2 separate regions of the Mus musculus genome follow, and region 1 is linked to region 2. A link is a contact called in public HiChIP or PLAC-seq data. All regions are on one chromosome and are shown on one strand. Each heading gives the region's core, a stretch centred on a gene start, on an enhancer-like site or on the middle of the called end of the contact. The rest is flanking DNA. Distances are from core to core; before and after follow the strand shown.

The links. HiChIP or PLAC-seq counts read pairs in DNA pulled down with a chosen protein or histone mark.
Region 1: a contact with region 2 is called in an H3K4me3 HiChIP or PLAC-seq map of craniofacial prominence, with 4 times the contacts expected there. The contact joins the promoter of Mycn here to the enhancer-like site in region 2. A contact is called at or near these places in 10 of 39 promoter capture datasets (the HPC-7 cell line, cranial neural crest, embryonic stem cells and 6 more), 1 of 15 datasets of contacts at CTCF or cohesin (large pre-B cells), 7 of 484 Hi-C or Micro-C datasets (the HPC-7 cell line, the N1E-115 cell line, Sertoli cells and 4 more), 18 of 115 datasets of contacts at active chromatin or transcription factors (the 230-238 cell line, craniofacial prominence, embryonic basal ganglia and 9 more) and 3 of 9 other capture datasets (adipose tissue, embryonic stem cells and liver).

The regions. Positions count from the first base shown.
Region 1 is chr12:12,937,006-12,944,157 of GRCm38.p6, forward strand. Mycn (v-myc avian myelocytomatosis viral related oncogene, neuroblastoma derived) reads right to left here and starts at 4,831. Exons shown (of 3, transcript NM_008709.3): 1 at 4,631-4,831; 2 at 2,605-3,481; 3 at 1-605. The coding sequence starts at 3,388. The coding sequence ends at 1. RefSeq lists an enhancer at 5,602-5,630.
Region 2 is chr12:12,751,268-12,758,055 of GRCm38.p6, forward strand. No RefSeq gene overlaps it. Among named protein-coding and RNA genes, the nearest start is that of Gm35104, 11 kb to the right of the region's middle. Within about 2 kb of position 2,799, at least 7 of the 459 cell types and tissues checked have an H3K27ac peak or open chromatin away from gene starts, as enhancers often do. A contact at or near this core is called in craniofacial prominence, where this site is marked.

The DNA.
Region 1 (7,152 bases), core at 3,581-6,080, 190 kb after region 2:
TTAGCAAGTCCGAGCGTGTTCGATCTTCTTTAGCAACTGCTGCTGCCTCGCCTGCAGTTTCTCCTTTTCCAGCAGGAGCTGGTGCTCGTTGGCCTGTAGGGCGTGCACGTACTCGGTGGCCTTTTTCAAGATGACCACCTTGGCGGCCTTCTCGTTCTTCACCAGCTCAGGCACATGGTCCCTGAGCGTCAGGAAGCTGGAGCGCAGGTCGTTCCGGCGTTGACGCTCCAGGATGTTGTGGTTGCGGCGGCGCTCGCTGTCCTCCGAGTCTGAGTTTCGGGGGCTCAGGCTCTTCGCTTTTGCTGGAACAACACTTTTGAGGGGGCGTGGAGAAGCCTCGCTCTTGATCTTTTTCTGCGGGGGCGCGTCCTCGCTCTCCACGTAGGGTGAGGGTGCAGCATAGTTGTGCTGCTGATGGATGGGAACACAGCGCTTGAGGATCAGCTCGCCAGGCTGTGCTCGCCCCAGGCCCAGAGCGGAGGTCTTGGGACGCACAGTGATCGTGAAAGTGGTTACCGCCTTGTTGTTAGAGGAGGAACGTCTCTTCTCTACGGTGACCACATCGATTTCCTCCTCTTCATCTTCCTCCTCGTCATCCTCATCATCTGAGGGGAAAAATAGTTTCTGGTTAATTGTGCGATTAACATACACTTGTTATTTAAGTCAGCTAGGTTTGCTGATCACAACGCGGACAAGAGGTACGCCCCACCCCTTTCCTTCCCTGGGTGGTGTGGGGCCAGCAGGGCACTTGTCTGATGTGGAAGGGCCCAGGATTCAACCCCTGGTGACAAACTTGAGGATGTGGCAGAAACTCGAGGAACCCAACTGGAGTCAGAACGAGCCGTTGTCGGCATGATCCTGGAAAAACTCTTCAGTGTCCTCAGCTATTCAATGGGGGTAATAACCACAGTGTTTGAGTTTGGCAGACACTATGTAGACTTGGCGACAGATGCTCGGTAATAGGGGCTTTTAGCATAATCACCAGCCAGTCTGCCCCATGGATTTACTTATACACACTTCCACAGCCGCCCTTCAGACCGGAGGCTCCTCCTTTGGTAAAACCCATGGCTGGGTTTGATTCTGCCATCCTTAAAACTCTAGGACAATCTCATTCACTACGACAACAACCTTTCCTGGTGCGAACATGCGTTGTACGGAGTAAGCAGTTTTTCATCTAGGCAGAGATCAGATCTCAATTATAAAGCTCTAATCCACAGTAGCTCAGAGTCCCAAAGGGGGCGGTGCACGAGAAAAAAAAAAAAAAAAGCCTGTATCGTCCTATGTGTATTCATTCTGACTTCGTTTACTGCCAGGCTAGGAGAGAAAATTATGGCTTAAAAGAAGAAAATAAAAGCAAGCACGAAAACCAAAACACATCGTCTGCTTAATCTAGGGAGGACCGGAAAGCGGAACAATTGTGAGGTTTCTTCTTCTAAGGCTGAAATGTTAGGCTGCTCCAGCCGGTAGGTCCCTTTAAGCCAGTGTTTTGGTTTTCAGCCAAGAAGACAGCTGTTGGAAGGAACTGCTTCCTAACAGAAAGCTGTCAAGGCACAGACATTAAAGGGACAGAGCCCTTTCAAAGTGCAGGCTTATCACCAAGTTTCCTCCCAGGAGCCTTAGAGCGATCCCTCCACAGCCCAGGAGGAAATTTAGACTTTTTATTCTTTGGCATTTTGAAAACACTGGCTTCCAAGGTCTAATAGGGGGGCTGGACCTACAGCTCGAAGGACAAGGGCAGACTGGATTTGGGTAAAGTGTGGTAGGTACTTTCACAGCCCCATGGAAAAAAAAAGCTTTCTTCTTCTTTTTAACCCTTTCTTTCCGAGGACAGCGCAGATAAAGGCTTACAATAGAACCAATGAATCCTAAGGGTGCGTGCATTCCTTAGGAGCGGCAGTGGTAGGGACCCGCCCTCAACCTTCAAGGGCAATGGGTTATGGAACACAACTCAGCTCAATTAGGTCAGAAATTCCAGCTAGGAAACACAACGGGACTAGTACTCAATCAAAACCGGAAAGAGGCTCTCTGAAAACGTACACAACCACTAATGCACTTGCTGCCAGCTGCTGAACTGGAGGGAGGGGGTGCCCCCATCACCCCCAGTCTTTTTGATCCTGCCTGTCTTGCGTCAGACACAACGCCGCCTGCTGGCCACGCACCAAACGCAAACAGCCCACCACCCACGGAGGGCTCAGAGTCCTAGGGGAGGGGAGGGAGGAATTGCCAGGCATTCTCTTAACTTTTGCAAGTGGGATTGTGCAGCCCTCGTCTTGCAGGGAGTCTTTTCCCTTCCTTGACCTGGCTTAAAGGTTCCTTTCCAACGGACTAACAGATTTCTGTACAGGTAGTTTTTTGGACTCCACAGACTGACTGAGCTGGCCACCAACTTTTGCCACAGTGAGGGCATGCCTACCGCAAGGATTCGCGAAAAAGGGGATGGCAAATTTAAGAGAAGGTGTAGCTGGTGTTTCCAGCCTCTTCTGTCCCGGGAGGCTGGTGAACAGAAGAGAATCACCCGCACAAATCTATGATAACAAAGGGAACGCAGCACCCCCACCTTCCCAGTCCGTAAGGAGCTAGCAAGAACTCTACTCTAGGCTTTACCTGAGTCGCTCAAGGTATCCTCTCCGGAGGTGCTGAGGGCCTTGGCCTCCCCACTGCTGGCAGGACGGCCGCCTGCACGAGCAGGAGCAGCCACCGGGGCAGTAGCTGGAACAGACACACTAGTGACCGCAGCGCTGGTCGCCGGGGCGCTAGTGGGGGCAGCGGGCACCGACGCCGACTCTCGCTTGTTCACCGGGAAGGGGAAGACCACGGCGGGGTCCACACATTCGGCAGCCGGGTGGGAGAGGTCGGTAGGCAGGGTGGCCCCGGTGTGGCTAGCACTCGACGACCCACCAAGGGCACGGCCCCCGGGGCTGCTGGCACCCACTCCGGGAGCCGAGCAGGCTGAGCTGACGCCCGGGGGCCCGTGGCCGTGCTGTAGTTTTTCGTTCACTGCGCGCTCTAGCTTCTCGCGGGCAGAGAAGCCGCTCCACATGCAGTCCTGAAGGATGACCGGATTAGGAGTGAGGCCACCCAGGCCCCCGAGACCGAACGCATCCTCCTCGGCCGGGTTGCCCCACAGGTCGGCCTCCGGCAGCAGCATCTCCGTAGCCCAATTCGAAGGCTCCGGGCTGTGCTCTGGGAAGGCGCGGCTGGGCGACAACGGGGGCGTGGGCAGCAGCTCAAACTTCTTCCAGATGTCCTCCCCCGGTGGGGTCGAGTCGGGACCGCCGAAGTAGAAGTCATCTTCGTCCGGGTAGAAGCAGGGCTGCAGTGAGTCAAACTCGAGGTCTGGGTTCTTGCAGATCATCCCCGGCATGGTGGACGCGGTGCAGCTGGGCATGGGTTCGCCTCTCTTTTAATATCTCCGCTCTTTTTAATATGGGGGAGTGCTTCCTTCCCGTGGAGAGCAGCAGAGTCGCGCCAACCTCCAACTCTACAACCAATAGGCAAACCAAGAGAGAATGAGCCAAAGGGGTGGGTTGGTGGGGACAGGCAGTGGGAGCCCCCAATCTCTTCTGCAAGCTCCCCACAGCTCTGGAAGGTGGGAGAAAGTTGAGCGTCTCCCCTACTCCCTCCTTTTGTGTACAAGCTGTCTAAGACTGGGAGTGGGAGGGGGCTTGCAGATGCAGGGGGTGGTGTGGCTCTCTGCAACTTTGGAAACTGCCGTTTCATTCACACAAGGCACTGCCTGGGGGAGGGGGGCTGTTCAAGCTGCAGATCTCAGCTCTTACTAGCGCGACTACCCCACTTGCACTAGTTGCTTAAAGGAAGTCCTTGCTCTCTAGCCCAGCTACCAGGCATGGGATTGAAGTACCTTTCATTCCCCTTTTGCAGAAATGCGATCACGGGAGCGCAAACGCTAACGGGGTTCAGGAAACTTTATTAATTATTAAGGGCCTTTCTCCAGTCAGACCAACAACAGGCAATTACATACAACCCTCTCCACCTAGACCTAGAGCCTCAATCTTGGCAGATACCCTTGGTACTCATCGCTGCCTATACCTATACCCTTTCCATTCCCCTTCCTTCAGAGACCTCAACCTCTTCAACAGGCGGGGGGAAAGGCTGAACCCCATCCCTAGGAATGGTGCAGGGTCGCCGGCGAGAATCGCGTCTCCTAAGCCGGAGCAGCCGTGACCTACATTATCACTCAGGCACCTAGCTTCGCCTAACCCCTTTTCCTTCTTTCCCCGCGGCACCTTTTGGAGAACCCCAGCTTGGGGTGGGGACGCACCGGTTCCCAGTCACCTCACACTCAGACAAATCTTGTGGAGCCGGGCGAATTTCTTTTCGCTAAAGCTATTTCTCTGCCTGGGCCAGGGCTGTAAAAGGGATTAGGGCGGGTCTCTTCCAGCCAGGGTGCCTTCGGGTGCTGAATAGGCTTTTCAGGAAAAAAAAAAAAACAAAAAACCCAGATGGTTTTGTTTCGGAAGCAGACGCGGTGTGTTGCCCCCTTACCCCCTCCCCCAGAAAAGCCCGGCATATTTGGGTGCAGGGTGCGGAGCCGCGTCCAGGGGCTTGCCTAGCCGCAGCGCTCCGCCGTTCCCCGGGCGCTCGAAGCTTCGCAAGTACCGCTTCTTACCTCCCGCAGACTGCCGGGGATCCGGAGGCGACTCGGGGCTGGGGTCTCCGGGTGGGCTGAGGGAGCGGCGGCGGGAGGGGGTTGTCCTCCGGCGGCTGCAGTGTGTGCGCGCTTACGCCTGGCTAGCGCTCGTTCGGCTCCAACCCAGTTCCCAGGAGCCCCCCGCATCCACCCAGCGCGTCCAGACAGATGACTGTCACTGGCTGCGCTTTGAAGCTCGGGGGATATTATTAACTGAAAAAATCTGACACACCCGGGGGGCGGGGAGAGAAGGGGGCTGTGGCGCAGACGAGGGGGAGGGAGAAAGGCAGAGGCAAGAGGCTTTTCCCCGCCCTCTTGATTTCCATAAAAATCAGGGGAGGCGCCAAAGCCTTTCGCGCCAAAAGCCATTTGCTTTTCTCTTTTTTTCCGACTCTCTCTCTCTCTCTCTCTCTCTCTCCCTTCCCTCCTCCCCTCTTCTCCTCTCCCCCTCCTCCCCTCCTCTCCTCTCCCCCTCCGTCCCTCCCTCTCTCCCCCTCCCCCCTCTCGTTTTTCAGACTGCAAGCAGCAAAGCTGGGAAACCCGAGGAGTGCTTCCCCCTCCCTTTTGGACCCCCTGGCTTGCACCCGCTGCACTCCGTGTTTTTTTTTTTTTAAAGGTCGCTGGGTGTGTTCTGGGAATGGGAAAAGAGGTTTCTAGCCCAGTCCCTGCGTGGACTGCGCGCGAGTGTATGTTTGTGTGAAAGATGAGCTCCAGGCTAAAGTGGAACAAGGCCTGGTCGAGGGGCTGTTCGTGTGTGATCTCGAAGGAAGGCGACACAGGAGTGCAAAATGGGAGGCCGAGGACGCGCCCACGTAGAAACAGACCGCAGGAGGTTTCTAGTTTCAAATTGAAAGGAAGGGGCGCCCCCCTTGTTTGAAAATAAATAAGTGCGGGCTACGAGGGTGGCGCCTTACCGCTTTCTTCGGCCGAAGGCGACACCTCGCGGAGACCAAGCAGAAAGCGGAGCCGCACCGCCCAGCCTCGGAGCCCGAGTGGGGCCACCCCCGCGAGACAATTAGCGAATCCTTGCTACCGCGGAAGGGATTGTGAAACGCGTGGAGGGACGTCCCCTGAAGTCGCGCCCACCGTTCCCAACAAAAGCCTTTCCGAAGCCAGGGTTGAATTACGGACCGCTGCTTTCCTTGCCCAAATCACTGACTGCTCTGTATACCTCGAGTTCCTACGGATGGTGACATCAAGGAAAGCCATCATTAATTTGGCCTCTTTGTGTCCCATTTGCCTCACTTACGAGCTGGCGTGAACAGAGAGAGCGCGACATCTTATTTAGACTAGAGCAGGGTGCGTGTATTCTTTCCTCACAGCCGTGGGCACATTTCCCTCCCTCCCCATCCCACAGCGTCTCACTTCTGTCTAGGCAAGCATGCTAAAAGGTTTGTTTCCTAAATGTGGGGCTAAAAATAAATGCTCTTGCCCCACAAAACTTTCCAGGAGTAACCTGGGTCCCTGGGTGAAGCCCTTTTTCAACACACATTCTCAGTAGGGTGGGATTTATCCTTAAACCCTTAAGCTTGTTTGTGGGGAAGCGTCTCCATTTCCCTCTAAATTGAAAATGACACCCCTCATTCACCTCCAGCGAGGAAGAAGAGAATGCCTAGAGAGTCAAGGTCAAAATGTGTATTAGCATGTGTGAAAGTCTTCCCATCTGTCCCCGAATGCCTACATAATTCTGGGGACTGCGGCAGGTTCTAGGAAGTAGCCGTGAATGAGGGTGAGCCACCCTTCCAAGGCCTTTCTTATTGGGCTCACATATGTAAAACCCATTACCTTTGCAAAAGCCTTTAACACCCTCATTTTCACACCCCTGGCCTCTTCCAAACCGAGACCTCCCGCTGAATTCTCCCTCAAGATGCTGGCTCTCTGAAAACTTTGCCTCAGATTGTAATTATACATACACAGCAGGGGCTGTATGGTAAGTGTTCCTGGATGCCGCTGGAGGTAGGCTCCATTGAAAGGAACCCTTTTAGACAGCCAGATCTGGCAGGTTAGTTTTGTTTATTAGTGGCACAGTGGGGGAGAGATAGGTGTGGCTCCCAGAACCTTTTCTTTTTGTTGTTGCTTTGGGGGGGGGGGGAGGAGAGGTGTTTCTGTTTGTTTTTTGAGCCGAGGTCTCATATAGTCCAAGATGACCTTGAACTCTATTTTTATTGAGGAGGATGACCTTGAATTGATCCTCTTGCCATTACCCAAACTCTGGGACTACAGGTCTGTGCCACCACATCTGGCTTCTAGAATCTTCCTCAGAACTTCAGCAGCGGACACGTAAAGGACACTTTGACCAGCCTACTAGAACTCCCTCAAGCAGCAGGGGACTGGGAAAGTCGGCTAAGATGGCCTGGTTAGTTATGGATAAAGTTCTCTCTCCACACCTGTGCTCTTCACTCTGCTAAAAGATAAGATGTTTCAGAAAAGAGGGGACAGAGAGAAGGTGACCTGGTTACTTGCTCTATATGCCTCTGAGCAAATCGTTTATCTTCCTTGGA
Region 2 (6,788 bases), core at 1,549-4,048:
CTCCAGGCAAATTTTTTTAAAAGATGGGGGTGGTATAGTGTTTTGAGATATCTGAGGAGAAGGGCTCCTGCCTCATTCTTTTCTCCCTTGTCTACTGTGATGTGAACAGCCTCCTGCCCACACTTCTGCCACACGGACTGATCTACAGGACATCATGGACTGAACCTGTCAAACTATGAGCTCATGGTTAGCAAAGCTCAGCCTCCTTCTCTCGTTCTCTTCTTTTTGCCATAAGACAAGTCCTTCATAATTTCAAAACCTTTTCTGCAACCTGATATTAAAATATGAGTGGAAGTTACTACATATGTCTTAGTCAATCCGCAAACAAACAGACAAACAAAAACATTCAATTGATGGCTGGAACTCTGGAAGCTTCAATTTTGTTTGTAGCTCTCAAATTATTCCGAATAGTTCAGGCTTTGAGAATTGCAAAGGGAAGCTTGGAAAGACAGTGGCTTAGGTGGCATCGTGGGAAACTTGAACTTAACAGAGATCACAAAGACCGTTTAGCCCGTCCACTGGGACTTGTCTAAGGTGGCTCAGGCTGGACCACCACAAGCCTTTCTAATCACGCAGGAGAACTTGTCCAAGATGGCTCCAGCTGGACCACCACAGGGCCCTCTGATCACACAGGCCTCCCCAGCTTCTCCCCAGGCTCCATGCCCGGCAAGCTGATCTTTCAAAAGCAATGCAGCACTGCTGTTCATTTTCCCTCATATATTCCTTTCATCTCTCTAGTGGAGAAAAATGTAAAGAGAATAATTCATCTCACATATTTTGGAGTTTATACAGCATTTTTTAAATATCCATTTTCTCCATTGATCCCTGAAAGAACCCCTTTGACTGGAAAGGCAAGGCAGTTATTGCGGCTCTGAATGTGGAAGGCATACCAAAGTTGAACTTGCTCAAGAGCACACAGTGGGGTATGTGCCCTTTAGGAAATTACCAGAATGTTTTTGCTGACTCATCGATCAATAGAGACGGGAATGGTCTGGATCTGGTGTCCCCACGGGCTTGTGATTTGAATACTTGTCCTCTAGGTGATCACACTCCTTTGACATGCTGTGGAACCTGTTGAAGGTAGGCCTAGCTGGTATGGCAAGTTCCTGGCTGAGGGGCTGTGTCTGTGGGGGTTATAGACTGGCCCCTGGTTCCTGCCTGTTCTGTGCATCTCACTCTTCTGCGATGTGGACAGCCTCTTCCTGCTGCCAGGAACTGAGCTACTCTGCCATGCATCCCTCGCCATGATGAACTGAAACCATGAGTTGAAATAAATTTCCCTTACATTGCTCCTGTCCAGTATTATGATCATGGTGATATCAAAGTACCTATTATGGAGTTCTATTCATCGTTCATTAAAAGTCAGGGCTGAGGAAGTATATCGTTGAGATTCAACAAGAAGCCAATTCAGGCAAGAGACAAGTGGGAGTGGGTAGGAAGATAGAACCCGAGTGGAATGCATTACTTTCTTAGCATATGAAGTAGGAAGCAGCTCTCAAGAATCCACAGAAGCCTCCCCACCCATTTTGAGGTCTCACAGAACAAGGATTCTAATTAGGCTGCTTCTAAAATTGGGCTGCTGCTCTTAGAATCCATCTCTTGTCCATCATCCCTGCAATTGGGAACTGACACGATTTTGGAGGCTCAAGGCCAGTGAGAGTGCTCAGTGGTCAATCCTTTCTCCAGGTTTCTGATTCTCCAGTCTTTTTTTTTTTTTCTTTCCATTTTTTATTAGGTATTTAGCTCATTTACATTTCCAATGCTATACCAAAAGTCCCCCATACCCACCCACCCCCACTCCCCTACCCGCCCACTCCCCCTTTTTGGCCCTGGCGTTCCCCTGTTCTGGGGCATATAAAGTTTGTGTGTCCAATGGGCCTCTCTTTCCAGTGATGGCCGACTAGGCCATCTTTTGATACATATGCAGCTAGAGTCAAGAGCTCCGGGGTACTGGTTAGTTCATAATGTTGATCCATCTATAGGGTTGCAGATCCCTTCAGCTCCTTGGGTACTTTCTCTAGCTCCTCCATTGGGAGCCCTGTAATCCATCCATTAGCTGACTGTGGGCATCCACTTCTGTGTTTGCTAGGCCCCAGCATAGTCTCACAAGAGACAGCTACATCTGGGTCCTTTCGATAAAATCTTGCTAGTGTATGCAATGGTGTCAGCGTTTGGATGCTGATTATGGGGTGGATCCCTGGGTAAGGCAGTCTCTACATGGTCCATCCTTTCATCTCAGTCTTTACCTGGTCACCTCCTTCTGTCACTCCACTCCCACAGGAACCTGACCTTCGATTACCCTTAAGACATGTGGGTTCCTGCTCTCCCTTTTACACTCCCTGTCCATCCCCCAGATCAAAATAGAGAGTGCCTGTTCCCCATCCCAGATCCAGGGTGACATTCCAGACCAGCTAGCACCAGGTCATTTCTCTTTCCCCTGACTGGGACTTGCTTTGTGCTGACTCCACTACAGGGCTTGTTTGGAGACAAGGGGGAAGATGCGCAGTCTATTACCCTTATAAACCAGCTCCTTTCTTCCTCTCCCTGCCATTTAAAAGGGCCTTTCTATTCGACTGAACAAGAAAAGGAGCTCTAAGAGGGGAATTAACATCGCCCCCATTATATTGTCCAATTAACGCTTGTCCCGTCAAAGACTGAGTAGGAAGCCCAGAGCCTCCGTCAATGAGAACTTTTAATCCCTCAGGTAAATGCAAAGTCGCATTGAACACGATCAAAGGGCAGATCTCAATGTAGTCGCTCCCCCTCCCCCTCCCCCATCATGTATGGGACTGTATGTGACTGCTGAGGTCTGGTTTGAATTAGTTTCAACCTTCCTTTGTGGCCTGTTGGGTGAAAGTGTGGGGGGATGCTTAGAGAGACATTTGAACCCTCACACCAAGGCTCTCGGATCCCTTCTACACAAAGACATCAACACAGACAGGCTGAAATAATGTCGACCCCACCATCTTCTTTTCTAAAACTCTATTTCCTCCCTGCAGGTACTAGGCCAGGCACCATTATTAACAAAGTAAATTATGCAAATAACTAATCCCTTTGAGGGATGGAATTTGGGGGGTCAGTTTCCTCATTCTATAGAATGCTGGTGTTCATTGAGATCTGACCCATGAGAAAGTGAGGGACACAAAATAGGGACTTAAGCTGGAGGGCAGGGACTCTACAACCATTTTTTCTAGTCCCTCCTGCTGAGCCTAACACCTCCTTTCACATAGTAGGTGCCTAAAACTTACTTGCAAATGACAGTGTCCGAAGTGTGATTTCTCTAGGGATTTGTTTAAGACTCAGACCACTTAAAAGTTTCAAATTTGGTTAGTAAGATTTAAAAAAAAAAAAAAAGTAATAGAGGCAAAAAGTAGGAGTGGCATTATAAATTGAAGTTCAGGGTGGGTTAATTTAGAAAAAAAATTCATGCTGGAGGTTCCTGCCCACTTACTATGGGTGATATGAAAGACTGAAGAGGAGCTTCCTGGCTGCCATGGGGAAAATATGACCAATAGCACAACCTGTGGTGTGTAGAGAATGGCTATTAGTACTTACACTTAAAACCAATAATACAATATTGACACATTTAATGGCTATGACAACACTAAGAAGCATCTATTAAACAGTGGGGTGCCACTCTTCATCCTGGGTACTCTGGCTGCTAAATAGCTTGACAGAATTATGCAGAATGAGTACCAAGTAAGATTCCAAGCCCCTGGGATGAGCCTCAATCAAGGTCTATAGAGCAGGCTCTTCTGTAGTGGAAGATATCATGGGCCTTCTGGAGGCTGATGCCATCAATGGATGTCAGGGGATTGGTTTACAGCTCAGTTGCTGTGGGAACCTCTATATGCCCATACCACATCTACAGTCTAAATACAATGGACCTGGGAAGCTTTGCCTCAGACCCACTGTGCCCAAGAGAACAGATGGCTCAATGAACCAATCACCATCCTCCAAGGCCATCAAGACATATAGCATTAATGTCAGGCAGCTGCAGAGAACACAGGACCTTGAGTCATCCAATCTGTGTGTACTCTAAACCCCTAGCTGGCACTGCCATCAGTCACACTGTGATCTTGCTTCTCATTTCTTGGGGCTTTGACATCTATTCCTTTACCTGGAATGTCCCTTCCCCATCAAAGTCACTCACACACTGTATCAGACTTGGTTTAGAGGGCACATGTGTAGAGAAACTGCCCTGCTTACAACATGCATGTGTTCCTTACTCCCAGTGCCACCCATTATATTTATATATAATATACACACATTTTAATAAGGGTCTCACTATATAACTTTGGATAGCCTGGAACTCATAGAGATTTAAGTACTGCCTCTGCCTCTTAAATACTAAAGGTTAAAGGTATGCACGACCAGGCCTAGCCCCACATTAAAATATATTAAAGAGATGGGCATGGTGGTACACACCTTTAACCCCAGAACTCAGGAAGTAGAAGCAGCAGGTTGATCTCTGTGAGTTCAAGGATATCATGGTCTACAAAGTGAGTCCAGGAATCCTGTTTTGGGGAAAACACACACACACACACACACACACACACACACACACACACATATATATATATATATATATATATATATATATATATATATATACACACACACATATATATACATACACATATATATGTATATATATAAACATGTGTGTATACGTATATACATATATATTAAATATAGCTGGATCTGATGACACAACAGAACTGTAATCCCAGCTATTTGTGTGGCTGAGACAGGAAGATCACAAGTTTAAGACGTGCCTGTACTACATACTGAGTTCAAAGCCATCCTGAACAACTTAGTGAGACACTATCTCAAAAATTTGATAGAGCTATAAATATAGGTCAGCAGTAGAATGTTTGGCTCAGAAGCACAAGTCCCTTGTTTAATCATAGGTGTGTATGTGTGAGCAACAACACGTGGGTAGGAATCAGTACTGCCCGTGACTTCAGAAACATTCTGAGGGGAAGGTTTCTGCAATGAATTCCCTGCGTATAAAGGAGGTTACTGTGCATTTTTCACACCTCAATTGTGAGGGAGAAGAATTGACCCATACTAATGTACTGATAATCTGTCTATCTTTCACTACCCTTGCTTTCTAGTGTCTAGTGCCAGGGATGCCCTGGTGTACTGAGGTACACATGGAATACTCATTGAATGAATGGGGGAGGGGCAGAAATGGATACCACACATGGAAGAGTAGAGAGGAAGCCCCTAAGCACATGGGTGGTCAGTTGTCTAGAAGATCAGCTCAAGGCAGAATGGCGGGAGGTAAGCATCAGCGGTCACTGGAGCTGAGAAAACCCTCTGATCATAATCAGGACAATTAAGGGGACCATATAATTTATCACCCTAAATAGGACACTTTGGGGGTAAAAGGGAAGCTATTAATAATTACACCAGGGCAACAGGCATAAAATAGGACTGTCCTAGGCAAGTTGGAATTTATGGTCACCCTGTGATCATTAACTAGGAAATAGAGAGGCCCTCCTGCAGGGAAATGAGAGCCTGGGCAGTGGGCATCCTATTTGCTTGGTTATATTCTAAGCTTTGCCCTGTAGGGGTCTCCAAGATTATATCCCACTGGACAGGAGGGAGCTTTTCTGAAAGGGGTGGATAGACATCATAGGCATCCATCCTTGAAGTAGACCTCACACTAACAGACAATGGGGCTGTGGGGATAAAGCAGAGGGATTGTTTCTCCATGTTATCAGGCCTCACTCTGATCTGGGAACCCTGGGTAGGTACTGAGACAGCAGCCAGCGGGTGAGAAAAGTATTAGCAGCAATGGTCAAGGGAGTCCTATGTTGTCCCAGGCATCCTTCACTCAGGTCTGTCCACAAATACCTATAGTGTCATCTCAGATGTTGAATAAGGTCTGTTCTCAGTTCACTAATAGATAAAAAGCAACAGCCATTCATATCATGTAGATCAGAACAAGAAAGAGGAGATGGATAATCTGAAAATAGTTAATGAAAAGAGTTTGTAATCAATAGACTTAAGTGTAAGCTTGACACAATCTAGAATCATTTGGAAAGGGAGTCTCAATCAAGAATCAGATAGGACAGGTTGGCCAGTGGATCTCTGGGGGAGACTTTCTGATTATATTAATTGACATAGAATGACCCAGCCTACTGTGGATGACACAACCCATAGTCAGAGGACCCTTGACTGTTGAAAGGGGTAAAGAAGGATGCTAAACAATCAAACAACAAGCATTCACTTCTCTCCACTCCTGACTGTGAATGCGATGTCATTAGCTGCTTCAAGTTCTGGCCTAGACTTCCCTACCATGATGGACTAAAACCTAGACTTCTGAGCTAACTGACCTTCTCCCCTAAGACATTTTTTGTCAGGATTTTTTACAGCAACAGAAATGAAACTGGGACATGCATTCTCAACGGTAGTTATTAAAATATCTCTTAGGATAATGATTTTTAGACTTTTAGCACAGGAAAACTAAATCAAATGTTCAGAATGCCAGTGTGAATTCTGACGAGACTGCAGGTTCTAGGGTCCAGACTTCAACTTTCCTTCTTCCTTGTTCTATCTTCATGAAGGGGTGCCCCTAAATGATGCTGTCGGAATCATGGTTTGAGGACACCTACCCATCAAAGGTAACTGTCCTGGACACTACTTTCCATGGCAGTGGAGAGTAGAGGTTGTGATACTACTTAGAGGTCAATCAACTTTTTTATGTCTTGTTAGCTTTCTTGTGATATACGTCAAATATGGAAACAGACACCAGTATAACACCAAGAAGAATAACT